Linked DNA regions of Anas platyrhynchos: region 2 is linked to region 1. The links are chromatin contacts, called in public Hi-C maps. All regions are on one chromosome and are shown on one strand. The core of a region is the stretch at or near the end of the contact, and the rest is flanking DNA. Distances in the headings are between cores, read along the strand shown. Region 1 overlaps NINJ2 (ninjurin 2). Region 2 overlaps WNK1 (WNK lysine deficient protein kinase 1).

What was found. Hi-C and Micro-C count contacts between places; a contact is called where the count stands out from the background.
Region 2: a contact with region 1 is called in a Hi-C map of subcutaneous adipose tissue, with 2.6 times the contacts expected there. The contact joins two enhancer-like sites. A contact is called at or near these places in 3 of 8 Hi-C or Micro-C datasets (liver, skeletal muscle and subcutaneous adipose tissue).

What each region holds. Positions count from the first base shown.
Region 1 is chr1:63,816,214-63,823,103 of IASCAAS_PekinDuck_T2T, forward strand. The region is part of intron 2 of NINJ2 (ninjurin 2); the gene reads right to left. LOC106014534 (a long non-coding RNA gene) reads left to right here. Exons shown (of 3, transcript XR_003498924.3): 2 at 1,376-1,529; 3 at 2,153-2,338. Among named protein-coding and RNA genes, the nearest start is that of NINJ2, 39 kb to the right of the region's middle. Within about 2 kb of position 4,453, at least 1 of the 8 cell types and tissues checked has an H3K27ac peak or open chromatin away from gene starts, as enhancers often do.
Region 2 is chr1:63,983,296-63,989,705 of IASCAAS_PekinDuck_T2T, forward strand. WNK1 (WNK lysine deficient protein kinase 1) reads left to right here. Exons shown (of 32, transcript XM_072039579.1): 29 at 377-469; 30 at 2,770-2,811; 31 at 5,964-6,151. Among named protein-coding and RNA genes, the nearest start is that of ERC1, 24 kb to the right of the region's middle. Within about 2 kb of position 2,701, at least 3 of the 8 cell types and tissues checked have an H3K27ac peak or open chromatin away from gene starts, as enhancers often do.

The DNA.
Region 1 (6,890 bases), core at 3,203-5,702:
TTTTCCTGCGCTGAGCAGAGCCAGCGAACCTGGGAGAGCCTTGTGCGGGTTTGTCATTGCGATAGGGACCAGGTTTCAGAGGGGGGTTGTGGCTATGCCAGATACTGCCCTTGTGTGAGGAAAGATGTGCAGGAAGGGTTATGTCCTGTTGGAATGAGTGATGAAGTGTGGTCACCTATGAAGGGGCCGGCTTTGGGGGTAGGAATGTGCTTTTGAGGATATTTATTTATTTTTTTGATAGTTTCAAGCACATAATTCTTGTGGTTTCTAATCCTGAAGCAGCTGTGGTTAAGAGGCTCTTTTGCAGAGCCTGTATTTCTTGCTGTGGAAAGCAGAAGGTAAAGGATGCTGGAAGGAGATAAAAGTAGAAGAGTGGGGAGCCTGTAAAAACTTTAAGGCAGTGGGGGGGCAGGGGTTCAGGGCTTCTTAACATTGCTGTCTGATGTCTGGGGCAACAGAAAAGAGGTATCATGTCTGGGAAAAGGAGGCCAGCAAAAGGTCTGACTGTGGGAATATCTTAAAATCCTAGATTTAGGTATGACCTGCTCTCAGCTGACTTACAAGTACATGAGCCTGTCACAACAGAGTGACGCCCACACCCAGTAATGCCAGGTTTGAGACTTGGTCTCTTTTAGCATGTTTTCATCCTCATCTCTGAGGTCTGCCTTCTGCCCAGCAGCGCTACAATGCTGGGCATTGACAATTTATCTCTGTGTAATGATGAGTTAAGGATGCCAGAACAAGGACTCTGTACAAACCAGACAAAGCTTTTGTCAAACAAGTGACTGGCACAAGGAGGCTGAGACATCTGTTCCCAGCAGCTTATGTGGAGACAAATAAGGCAAGTCAGTCCTTTTTGAATAAAATCTCTTCCTCCTCCTGAGCTGCCAGCTCCTTTACCTGTAGCGAGAATTGGGGCAGAGTTGCAATGTGCTGAGCTGTGTCACAGACGAACAGGCTATGAAAGTAGTTTTCATGTGGTCTTTTCTCATATGAGTGAGCATAATGGCATGCACCTCTGTTCAGGAGATGATATAGCAGGCAGGAAAAGCTGCTGCTCTCCTACGTGGAGCTGCTGGATCTGGGAAATCCTTGCACTGAGCAGTTAAAAAACAAAAAACAAACAAACAAAAAAACCCCAAGTGATTCCTGTTATGAAGTTCTGTTGGCCCTGACCTGGTAGATCAACAAAGGTGGCCAAAAGGTTACTAGATGGTGAAAGCTGGGCGCCAGGCTTATGCGAAGGCAGCTAAGCAATCAGCCAGTCTGCAGAAGTGCTTACACTGCAGAAGGCCTATTGATTGCAGCTAAAGTTAGAGCAATCCAGCTCCTCTATGGATTCCGCCCTTACCGAGTGCTCTGTCTGGCCCAGCAGCCACAAATGCAGACCTGGAGTGTCCGATAGCATGAGGCTTAAGCAGAGCAGCAGTCTTCAGAGAGCTGGTGTTTCGATTGCTGTGGGAGGATGGCATTGACGGGGTGCCAGTGCTGTAGCTGACACCAGCTAACCACTGCATCTGTGGGCAAGGGTAAGAAAGCTGTGACTGTCTCTCCTGTTTTATTCCTGGGCTGCTGCTGTGTGTGCAAAGCTCTCGAAATGGGACCGATGCTGCTCTTGCTTTGCCTCAAAGTTCAGTCCTCTGATGGCTGTGCTCCAGGAGCTGATTCATGAGCAGCTTGTGTTTCCCGCAGCAGGATTGCCCAGGGAGCTGCAGGGGGTTATGTGGGATCGCTGGGGAGATTGTGATTCCCTTTTGGCAAGCAGAGACCTAAGGCAAGCCACAGGACGTACCTGAAGGCTTATTAATGTGACTTAGGTCATCAGGGCAGAGCTGGTGTCTTTCTAGTCGCGTTGAAAGTGTGCCCTCCTGAGAGCGGGGATCACTGCAGTATCTTCTGGATGTCTTGGCTTTCTGTATGAGACAGCCGTATTCCCCTACAGAGCCTGGGCAAGCCTCAGTCTGACCTCAGGCAAATCATTTTTGCTTTCTCTTGTGTAAATGTGGCACAGTCACGCAGATCACTGAAGGGGCTGAGTGAGGCACCCAGCGATGTTTTATAACCGGCTCTATTTTTACTCCAAGCACTCCCCTACAGACACGTGCGCTAATACTTAGCTTCCAACTTCTACTTTTATTTTTATCTTTTTTAGGAATTGGTTTACAAAGGAGGAGCAGAATATCACCACAAGTGTGTGGGGCCTACCACTTTTGACACGGGGAGCTGTCAGGCCGCAGGGCCTGTGAAGCCTGGCTCTGGCACCAGAGGGCATGCTGGCCTACACAGCTGCCTGGCGCTGCTTTGCTAACTAAATCTACCTGAAAATTTTCCACTGAAATTAGTTTTCAAGGAAATTCTTTGCTTTTTATTATTTATTTTCCTTCAAGAAATAGCTACCTTATTATGAAAGCCTTTGGAGAAGGTTCACCTACACTTTTTTTTTTTTCCAAAGCTTGCAGGTCTGCTGCAGGGGGTGAGGGGCTGAAACATTTTTTAAGTTGCTTGGAAAAGTTCTGCAAAAACCTGTGGTTCCTCTTGTATTTTTCGAGGGGAAGGAGGAGGGGAACACAGAGCAGATCTAATTGCAAAACCTGTGGGTTTTGTGACCCTCTCCTTGGGGGAGGAGAGGCTGAAAGAGACAGTGGGACGGGGTGAAGTTGAGAAGTATGTGGATGATAATCCTCTTCGTGGGAGCGCTCTGGCAGAGGGGCTGTCTGAGGAGCAGCTATATTACCAGCCGTCCTTTCCAAGGGAAATGCTGGAGGGTGCCAAAGCAAACAGAGGCGTGAAGGCAGGCCCTGCACGCAGAGGGGTAGGTGCGGAGGCTCGCACTGCGGGGATGGCAGCTGATAAACAGCCGCACACAGGCGAGCACACACAGGCACGCACCGGGCATCAGGCACCAGGGAAAACCCGGGGTGTTTTTCCACAGTATTTGCCAGTTGGCAGCCGCAGAAGTACTTTGTAAACATCAGCTGCTGAAGGTTAAAGCACACAGAAACTCATCATTTTGCGAGGCAGGAGAGGAGCACTGTTTCCCTTCTGCACGCAGGAGGCAGAGATGGAAAGCCCTGCTCTAAAGCCCTGCTCTAAGTCAATGCTTCTGTGTGCACGGTTATTAGCTGCTCTGCTTTTCCAGCTCAGTTCCTGCAGCTCCAAATCACTTCACTTGGGATGAAGGGAGCCAATTTCAATATTTTTGGCATATATGCCACGTCTGGGCACTTGGCAGTGTTGGTGGCAGCACGGGGAGCAGCAGAGATGGCCAGACTCCTGCCCCCCAGCAGGTTGTACCTTTGTATGTCTGTCTGCAGAGGAGGGACATGCAGAGAGCACTCTGGTCAATACCAACTGTCTTGCAGACCCTGTGAGATGAGGACTGGTTATCTCCTATTTAGCCTGGCAGCAAGCACCCTGGCTGTGTTCCACAAGCAGAAGTTAGAGCAAACCCTGCCACGGCTGCTGCAGGCAAAATGAGAGCTGAGCGCTCAGGGCCAGTCCCCCTCCTCGGCCTCTACAGGGTCTGTCAGCTCGTCCAGTTGTGCTTAGGTTTTTTTTGTTTTTAATATAGCCATCTGTTCTGCTCGCTGGGGGTCCTGTCCAGAGCCAAATGGTTGTGTTGCCTTAAATTCGCATTGGATGAACCCCAGAAAATAAGTCAGGGATGCTTTCCTTGTATCTCAGGCTCTGCCCCTATGCAGGAGTGGTTCTGATCAAGACCTTTCTGATCTTTCTCTGAGGTGCCCCCACATTTCTGTGACAGGGCACTGCTCAGTGTAAAACTGACCCCAGTGGTTTAGATGAGCTTTCTTCAACCAAAAAGCAGCCTCCAGTGCAGAGGGATAGTGCCTCTTCAGAAGTGGAAACCCAGGCAAATGGCCAGCACAGATCCTGCTTGCTTGCTAAGCACCGTTCATGTTCTCCAGTCTCACTGAACTCTCCACTCGCTTTATCCACCTTCTGTATCTCATCTCACACCCACGTGCAAACCCGGTGAGCTTTCTTGGGCAGAGATGTCACCGCAGTGCAGCACCTACAGTGCTGGGACCTCACCCTTGAGCCAGCGGGTCTCTAGGTGGGACACTAATACGGGTAAAGGGACGAGCATGATGTGCTGTGAGACTGTCAGCAGAACCTCCTGGATTTACCCAGCTGAAAGGCTGGCCTCGTGTTCTCGCTGTGGCTCAGAAATGAGGCCATGCAGGAGGCTAACAGCAAAACCTACATAGAGCTAAAGGACTGGAAGTGAGTGGTGAGGTCCCCTGGCCGTGGCTGGCAGCAGAGGCGAGGAGCGGGGCGAGTCAGGAGGCCGCAGAGCCCCATGAGATGAGTGCCTCTCCTTGCTCTTGCCCTGCGGCTGACACGGCAGCAGGCTTTGCTTCCCGGCTGGCTGCGGCACTCGCAGCCTGCAGAGACCTGCTTGTCGCATCAGGCATGCGTGCACTGCGCTCCCCTTCTCCCTCTCCCCAGCTCTGCTCATCCTGCAGGACCTGCTCTGCCCCCATCTGCCTCCTCCTCGCCTCCTCCTTCTGTCTTCTCCTTCTCCATGGTTTTCTCACCGTGTGCCTCTCTCCTTGCCTTTCTCTCACACATTTTTCAGCTCCTTTTTCCTTCACTCAGGTTGCTTCTCCCTTTTCTCCCTGCCCTGCCCTCCCCTTGGCACACTGCGCTGCTCTACGGCAAGTTCCTTGAATCTGTTCGCTCTCGGATGCTGCGCACGGCTTCCCATGCTACAGGGCAGCATAAATTATGTATTGCACAAATAACTGTCTTACCAAATCTATATTAAACCCCCTCGTTAAGTGTATTTATGATACTGAATTGAAGGGATCCAGGAAATGACTGGCAGGCTGCAGAGCTGAGCTGGAATAGAAGGCAGTGTTTCTTTTCCAGGTAAGCTGGACTGAGGAAGAGGCAGGAAGGGCAACGACACTGTGGATGAAGGCTCCTTCACCAGCTCAGGAGCAAGTAGTGGGCTTGGGAGCACACGTATTTCTTGGCACCAACAGCTGGGATGTGCTGATGTGTGATCCCTGGCTGCTGAACGGGAGCAACTGGGTGTGGGCGTGCGGCAGAGGGGGGACACCTCTTTGAATGCACAGAGCTGGGAGTGCACTTGAAAGGATTAGCAGGAGCAATTATTTCCAAAGCCAGGATATAGATGCTGGAGCCTGTTCAAGTCACTTGTGTTTAGCACCCAGAGCAGAGTTATCCTGGTGACTTGGGGGGTGGGGAGAAGAAAGTAAGTGGAGGCTAAAAGCAGCTTTATGGGGGGAGAAAAAATTAAAAGTAGGTTAGCAGAGAAAATGAGTTTATAAAAAATGGAAGAGCAGCCGGGAGGCACAACAGTAACCAGTGCATTGTGCTTACAAAGCTAAACATGTTAAGATGAATCCCCAAGCTGGATGGCTTATGGCACAAAATATTAAGACAAGCTGGTTCTGATCTCAGGCTGCAGCCAGATCCAAAGAGCAGATAAGTTTATATTGATCATCTTAATTCAAAACACTCCTAGGCAAGGTCCTAAATCAGAACATCTTTCAACTCCAAGGGTGTCTGCATTCGCTGCTGAGGGTCAGGTTGATTTCTGTAACTGTGGGAGGATGGTGAGAGCTGTGCAGGGTCGGACCAAAGTGCTAGCTCCCCTCTGACTGTGGCTGGTAACAGATGCCTCAGGTAAAACTCTTAGGATGGGGTAGGCACATAGCAAGGATCCTTTGTGGTCTGGTGACCTGCAACTCAATACAGAGCTACCCAAGCCCTGGGCTGATGTTGGCTTCCATGTGAGGAAGCCCAAGGTTAACTTGTGTGTTGTCCTTTGCTGTGTGGCTTAGGTCATTTCACATGCTCTCCCTGGATCTTCATTTTCCTGTCTATAAAATAATGAGATGGCTCACACAGGGCATGTCTGGAGAGAGACATGGCTACAGATTACTGTAGAAGCATGATATGTGCCTTTGGGTATGTAATACACATGGGCTGGATTCATCAGGTAAGCCAGTGAAGCTTTTTAAACTGGGTGACTCTTATTCTCAGAGAGCTTTACTTAGTGTTTTTGCAGACAAACCTCCCTTTAAGCCACTCTGGGGTTCAGGTTCATCTGCAGGTTTTGACAGGTACATGCCCCCGGTCACCCTCAGAGAGCTCAGGGCTCCCCAGGGAAAGGGAGCTGTGACAGTCTGGCTGGAAGGAGGGGAGAATCCGACTGAGGGTTTCAGGAGAGGCAGAGCTGATGAAATCATCCATAAAGAGTGCAACTCAGGGGTTTTGGTCCCTCCATTATTTATAAGTTTATCTGCAGTGCATTTTTCTAGCTTCACGTGCTAACACTCACAACAGCCTTGTCCTGTGGGTCTGTGTCTGCCTGCTACTGCACCAGCAGCTCCAAACATACCCTGCTGATTTAGTCTCACCTGGGTGTGTGCTGTTCTTTCTTCACATTCTGCCAGGCTTAGTTTCCTTCTCTGCCAGGAAATTGAACCAATCTCTCGATCTAAAAGGGTTAAATCTATGGATTTTTGTTCAGAACAGGCATGCTCAGTTGTGTGCCAGCTGAGGCCTCGTGCCATCATGAGGAAGGGGAAAAATAAAGGTGCTGCTGCCAATCTAAGCATTCATAAGCCCTTAATCCTAATTGCTTGTATGTGTTTTGTTTTGTTTTCCTTCAGGGCTGGCCAAACTAGGTAGTGAATGTGGAAACTCGTGAGCCAGTAGTTGGGTTACAGGGAAAGATGCTTGTAGTCAGCAATGGGCAGTGAAGTATGCAGAGCAGCATCTCAAGTCTGTGCTAGGCTGCTTGGGAATGTCACATGTAGAAACAACATCATCTGTCTCCGGGAAGACTTTTAAACACATTAGGGGTGTTCTACCAAGTGGCTGTTGCTTTTTAA
Region 2 (6,410 bases), core at 1,451-3,950, 170 kb after region 1:
TAGAGATTTTTTTTAATGAACTGTTTCAAGTGTTTTGGAGCTACTTTCATCTCCCTCCATCCAGAGTTGTACAGTATCTTTTACAGTTAGATAAGTTTGCTGGCATTTGGCTTTCCTATTGATTGAAACCCTATTGTTGGGTTATGTACTGGAGATTAACCCAGCAAACTTGGCCTAATGTCTGCAGCTGTTGAAGGCAAGTCTCTCCACTCCGTATGTTGTCTGTGTACTCTTTGGTCCACTCTTTTGAGGCTTATTCTTGTGTGCCATGTTAATGCATTTCACCCTTCCAACCTCAAGTTGCTAACATCTTGTAGTGGTGTTCTGTCTCTTCTCCTCTCCTTCCTCTGTTCTTCCCGTTTTTGTTTTCTCACAGGCTGTGCGAAGTTTAACTGTGCATCTGAGAGAGTGACCTTCAAGCCTGGTGGCAGGAGGACCCGATTTCTGAGTACGCCCTGCTTGGCTCTTTGTGTGTAACACCTTTACTCCTTCCTTGTCTGTTTTTTTTTTTTGTTTCGTCTTTTTGTTTTCTTCTGCTGCCTGGATCTGTTTCATGCAGCCCATCCTCATCTGCCACCTTGTATTCCCTCCCATTCCATGGCACAGCTGAGCTGCTCTTAGCACGCCATTAGAAGTTTGGGTTCTCACCTCAGGTGTTCTCTTGTTAAACCCAGAACAACAAACACTGATTTCTCCAAGCTTTGGTGGAAACTTTTCTGGGCAGTTCAGTGAGATACCAGAAATCAGGGTTAGCTTGCAAGACATTGGTGCCTGGGCCTTTTGTTCTGGCCTGCTTAGTAATTATGTTTCAGCATATATTAGCTGACATAAGACTTGGAGGGGAAGCACTCTTTCTAGTGGGACACAGAGGAAGGTTTGTTTTCCAAATTATTCCTTTGTTGGGCACTATTATAACTGATCGCAGGAGGGCTGTGTTGTCTTCCTCCAGTGGTGTGCTTGCTGTGCAAGCTGGGTGTTCCTGCATGCTGTCAGCACTAGTGCTGATTGCAGTGCAGAGCATTGATGCCACCTGTAGGCAGTTAGCAGTGACTTCTTGTGTTCATTAGCAGATGGATAGCTAAAGATTGAAGTGCTGAGGGTTTTAAAAATATTCATAGGATATTTCCAGGCACACTTGGATGAGCCCCAGATTTAGAAGTTCTTACTGTGAATTGGAGACAGACTAAATATGACACAAATAGCAGTAAAGGTGGGGAAATAGCCAACGTCAGACATCCTGTCAACACTCACAAGTTATCTTGCAGCTTTTTCAAAATCCTTTTGCTTGTGCTTACGTTAGGCCAGATTAAAACGAGAGCCTCAAACTTCTGATGTGATTTTCTGAAGTAAGGCCATGCTTGAGCTGAGGCTGCTGATGTGATGCTTTTGATGGGGAGTGCTGTGACATCTCCCTTGCTGCTTCTGCAGACCCGACTTTTCGAATGCTCTGACATTTATTTCCCACCCTCTGGAATGACTTGGTGTGAGAAAGCTTTAAGTGCTGAACAGAGACCTTCAGTTGCTGCACTGCACGACGGTACCATGCACCTGTAGCATCTGTCTCGATGCAGTTGGCAGCCAGAGAACCGTGTGCAGGAATTCGACCTGGCCTTCTGCAGAGACAGCTGCAATACAACCAACTCAGTCCTTTGAGACAGGAGTGAGTCAGAGGGAGGGGAGATTTTTTCCTGGCTGCTGAGTTTTGCAATTACACCTCTAGCCCACTGCATTGGATTTTAGGTACATTACTGTGCAGGTGTGCAGTAACTAACATCTGTAATCCAAAGACTTATGGCTCCTTTCTTAGAAGGAGTGGAATGCTTACCAAAGCCAGCTGTTTAAAATTCTCTGGTTTGGCCTGTCCTTTTTGGGGTAGGGAGTATAAAGTATAAAGAGTATAAAGAATGACCATTCTACTTCTGGACTTGATAGTGAACTGACTATATTAGTGTCATATGCCTACGAGGCCTTGGCTTGCTGCAAATTGCACATCATCTGGCTAGAAGAGTACTTCGGCATGTATATCCCTTGCCTGTGGGACTGGTGCTAAGGGAAATGGGTTCCTTTTGAAAAGCATTTTGTAGCTGTCCTGTAAAAGCAGGTAATACTTGTAAAGGTATGGCACAGCTTGGCCTGGCTCCCGGCTTCTTACAAGTTGCTTGCTTCCCGGAGTCTTGTCCTTGAAATGCTATTGCAGACTGTCTTGGAGAGTGACAACTGGAAAAGATGCTGGGTTAAAATCAGCAGTGTTGAGGAAACAGTGCGGTAATTGATGCTTTTCACTGTGCAGCTGGAGAAACAGAGCGGTACAGCTTGGCAGGGAAAGTCTGAACTGCTCCATGGAGCTGGGAAGACTTGGGGAAATAGGGTGACAAACTATGAAAGCACTTGGCCTATCAAATTCTGCTCGTTTTGTGACACGGTTGAACTTGAGAGCTGTGAAACGCTTTCTATGTCCTGAAAAAAATAGAAGATGAACTTGTTTTTCCTTTTGTGATAACAATGCTGCTTCCTGCCATTCTTCACTATTTTGGGAATTCTGAAGGATAAAGGCAGGAGGCTGAACCATTTCTTTCTCCGAAAGTACAACTGATAAAACTGTCAGACCAGCCTTTGGATTTGTTCCTAGAATGTCCCAGTGGTAACATAAAGAGCCACGCTGTGCTGCGTCCTCTGTTTCTCCCCAAGCTTTTTGTACTGTTTGCTGATACTAAACACTTCTCACTGTTTCTCTTATCTTTAACAAATGACTCTCTCTTTGTGCTTCAGGGAAGATGGTGAAAAAAGTCTGTCCTTGCAACCAGCTCTGTAGTAATTATCTTATTTCTGTTATCTCCAATTCCTGATTGTGAAGCTGTTCATTGGCTTTTTCTGGTCACCGAAGCCTTACCTCCCTGACTCTGTCTCCAGCACAGCATCTGTCTGTCTCTGTTGTGCCCTCTAATGTCTACTCTGTTGTTAGCATATTTATACAGCGTGGCTGTTACTGCTGCAGGAAGGTGGAGGCGGGCAGAGCCTCACCTTCACTGCGGAGCTCTTTGCTCACTGCTAATGACAGCGAATCGAGCATCAGGGGCAGCAGCTCACTGTGATGTGCTAAAACCGTACCTTTGAGCAGCTGGCCTGCTTGCCTCTCTGCTGGGTTCTGCCACCTCGGTGACAGCTCCAATTGCAGAGACTCCTGCAGCATTTTAAGAGTGAGAGCGAGCCATCAGACCCAGATCTCCGGTCTGTGTCTGAAAGTAAGAGATGTTGAGAAAAGCCTGGATGTGGTTGTGCTATTTCAGATTTTGAAGGTGCCTTTTTCACTGCTGGCTTATGGGGAGATTAAAAAAAAATAAAAAGAGCGGAATAAAGGCATTGTAGGTAGCAGGCCGGAGAGGGAGAAGCCTTTTCACTTCTGATCACTCAACCTCAGAGCAGAACTGGGGACGGCTGCTGTGACCGAGCAGGAATGCGGGGGGCTCTTCCCATTGAACACTACAACTTGAAACACTTCCTTTTCAGACTCTTCTGGATGGCAGCTTCAGTAGGTGGTGAATACATCAGAGCTAAAATGTGTAATTCCCAAGAGGGAAGTTTTAAAATTGATGCTGTGGGAGCTGCAGTAATTTTATAGCTTGCCCCTAATGGTACGGGCTGGTCTGCTTCACATTGCGACCTGGGGCTGCAGCTCCAAAACAAAATCATTCTGTAGACAAGGCTCTCGTTGCCTCTCACCTTTCCCACCTGCCTTAAACCCTGAACCAAACCCTAAACCAATCCATTCCAAAGCCCCTGAGGTTCTCTAAAAAATTTCTCACATTTTCAGATGAATGCACTGTGTTATATTCCTTGAATAATTCTATTCTTCCTGTGGCCTGAAGAAGCTCCTCAGCTTAGGGCCTAGGCTGTAAGCTGGATGCTTACTGATCACAGCAGAAATGTGAGATACCAAACCCAGATATTGGCCATCACGAAGAGTGTGAGAGTGAGTGTGTCAAGCTCTGCATGAACCCTCGTGGTGGAATGTGGTTGTTACTGGTTTTGATGCCTCCTCTTGAGTACCTCTGTCGGTTTTGCTTGTTTTGTCTATAATTTCACCTTTTGTGTCATAGTTCTGATGAAATAATTGTATTCTGAGCACTCTCCGTGCACTGCATGCTTCAGGGTCTTGTTATTTTGTTGTAGATTTTTCTTTACTGCCTTACAGTGAATTTCTGTTACTCGTTCATCTGAGCTGCAGCTGCACGCCCTGGTCAGGAAACCTAACACTTTCCTTCCCGCGGGTACTGGTGCATGTGTCTGCCTGCCTGTGCCCGGGAGTGCCCATGCTCGAGTTGGAACTGGTGGGAGGGATGCGGATCCTTCCCTCTTCAGCACCACTAGAGGCAGTAACACTTTGCTTAATTGTCCTGCGTAGTAAGTACCTCACCTTCCTGATCCACTCCTCAACGTGAAGCATTCCTGCAGGGGTTTGGAGCCAGTTCTCGCTTTGGTACCGTGGTTGCGAGCAATGGGGCTGGTGGCCAGGTGGAGGTGGGTTAGCTGTCAGGCGGGAGACAGGGACTCTTATTTGGCCCTTACAACACAGAGGTGATTTGCATTGCTGGGGATTTCGTGCTCCGATTTTAATCAGTTTTCTTCAGAAATCCTGCCATACACTCAAGTTTTTTTAGACTTGCCAGTTGCAGTCTTCAGAGCAAGTCAGTAGAAAGGTTTGAGGAGCTTTGAGAACCAAGACCAAGCAGGTGAGGGGGTGTGCACCGCGATGGCAGGATGCTTATTTTTGATGCTTTAATTGGTTTTGTACTAAATAGGTTTGAGAAATCTAGATTACTTCTGCCTTTACTGTGTCCTTCAGAAAAAAACACAAAAACAAAAACAAAAACCACAACTATAGGCCTAGTGGTTAACCATCATTTCCACATCTGTAAGTGAAGACACTGTGCAGTACCACTAGGAATTCAGAAAGCTTCCTTGATGGTATACGGCTTTGATTACCATTTTGGTAGCTGTCTTTGGAAAGCTCAAACTTGAGTGAAGTTGCTTTTTTACAAGAGAGGGGTAGGGCAGGGAGGCTATCCAAAACAACGCTTTGTGATGTTTTCTACAGGCTGCTGTTCAGCAAGCTTTGTAGCAGAACCAAGCCCTGGTATTTCTGTGAAGGTTTCTCTTTGTCTTCTTGCGGTCAGCCCAGTGAACAGAAAAACTTTTCACAGCAGGGCCAAGGAACAATTCTCATTTCTGCCTTCTTTAAGCTGTATTAGTCATTTGCATCTGAAATGCTTGTTCTTCTGACATAGGAAATGTGGACATAATGGCAAAGAAATGCCTTCAGAGGCAAAAAGCAATATTTAATGCAGCGCAGGCTTCCCATGCCGATCCTGGCTCTTTGGTGAATGCAGACAGTCCCATCTGGTTATTCTCAAGAACAGAAGTATGGCAGCTATTGGGAACAACAGTTGCTGTTTCTCACTGTGGCTTTTTTGTGTAATCTGGGTGAATTTTTCCTCTTCATTTTACGTAGTGGAGATAATTTTCTACAGAGCAGCTGGCTATGCTGATTGTACTGCTCCTTGTTCAGCATCCAGCATTGTGTCCTCCAAGGTGGCGTTGACTTGTGCTGATAGTGGTTGCTGCTGATTAAAGGGCATAGGATGAGAGAATGATGTGATTTCTGTCATTTGGTGCCAAAATCTAATCTTCTTTTTCTTCTGCAAAGACCTAGAGGCTGCTACCATTCCCCTCTTAAGATGACTACTTGCAGCTCTTCTTGAAAAGCAACCATACCCATGAAACAGATGTGCCTGTAGGAGTCCTTGTAGTTCCTACTTCAGCGTGCCTTGGAATTGAAATGTAGACTTGATCTGCATGGCATTTTAACTGGCTCTCTATTGTTGTACCACTGCCACAATTATTACATTTACTAGAGGAAGGTGATCTTTAACCTGAGTTTTGACTCCTGTTTCTTGTACTTCTAGGGACCAGTAGCACTAACACAGTCGGGGCGACAGTCAACAGCCAAGCACCCCAGTCTCAGCCCACTGCTATTGCCTCTAGCCGAAAAGGGACTTTCACAGATGACCTGCACAAGCTGGTAGATAACTGGGCCCGAGATGCCATGAACCTGTCTGGCAAGAAAGTTGGCAAAGGGCATAGCAACTATGAGGTAAGATTTAACCCAAGATGTAACGTTTATAAGAAGAAACTGTCAACTGTCACTGCTGTCTCATTAGTGTGTCAAACAGAGTATGGTTGCCACGTAGCATGGACAACTGTGCCTCAAAAATGTTGGGTATATCTTTTCTGTGCAGCATTTTATTACATGCTGTGAAAGGGAAGGGGGTTAACTGAAGAGTAAAGCCATAGTGTGTCCTTGCAAACATCCATCTGGAAGGGCCCGTGGGCTGAAGGGATAGCCTGTGGAT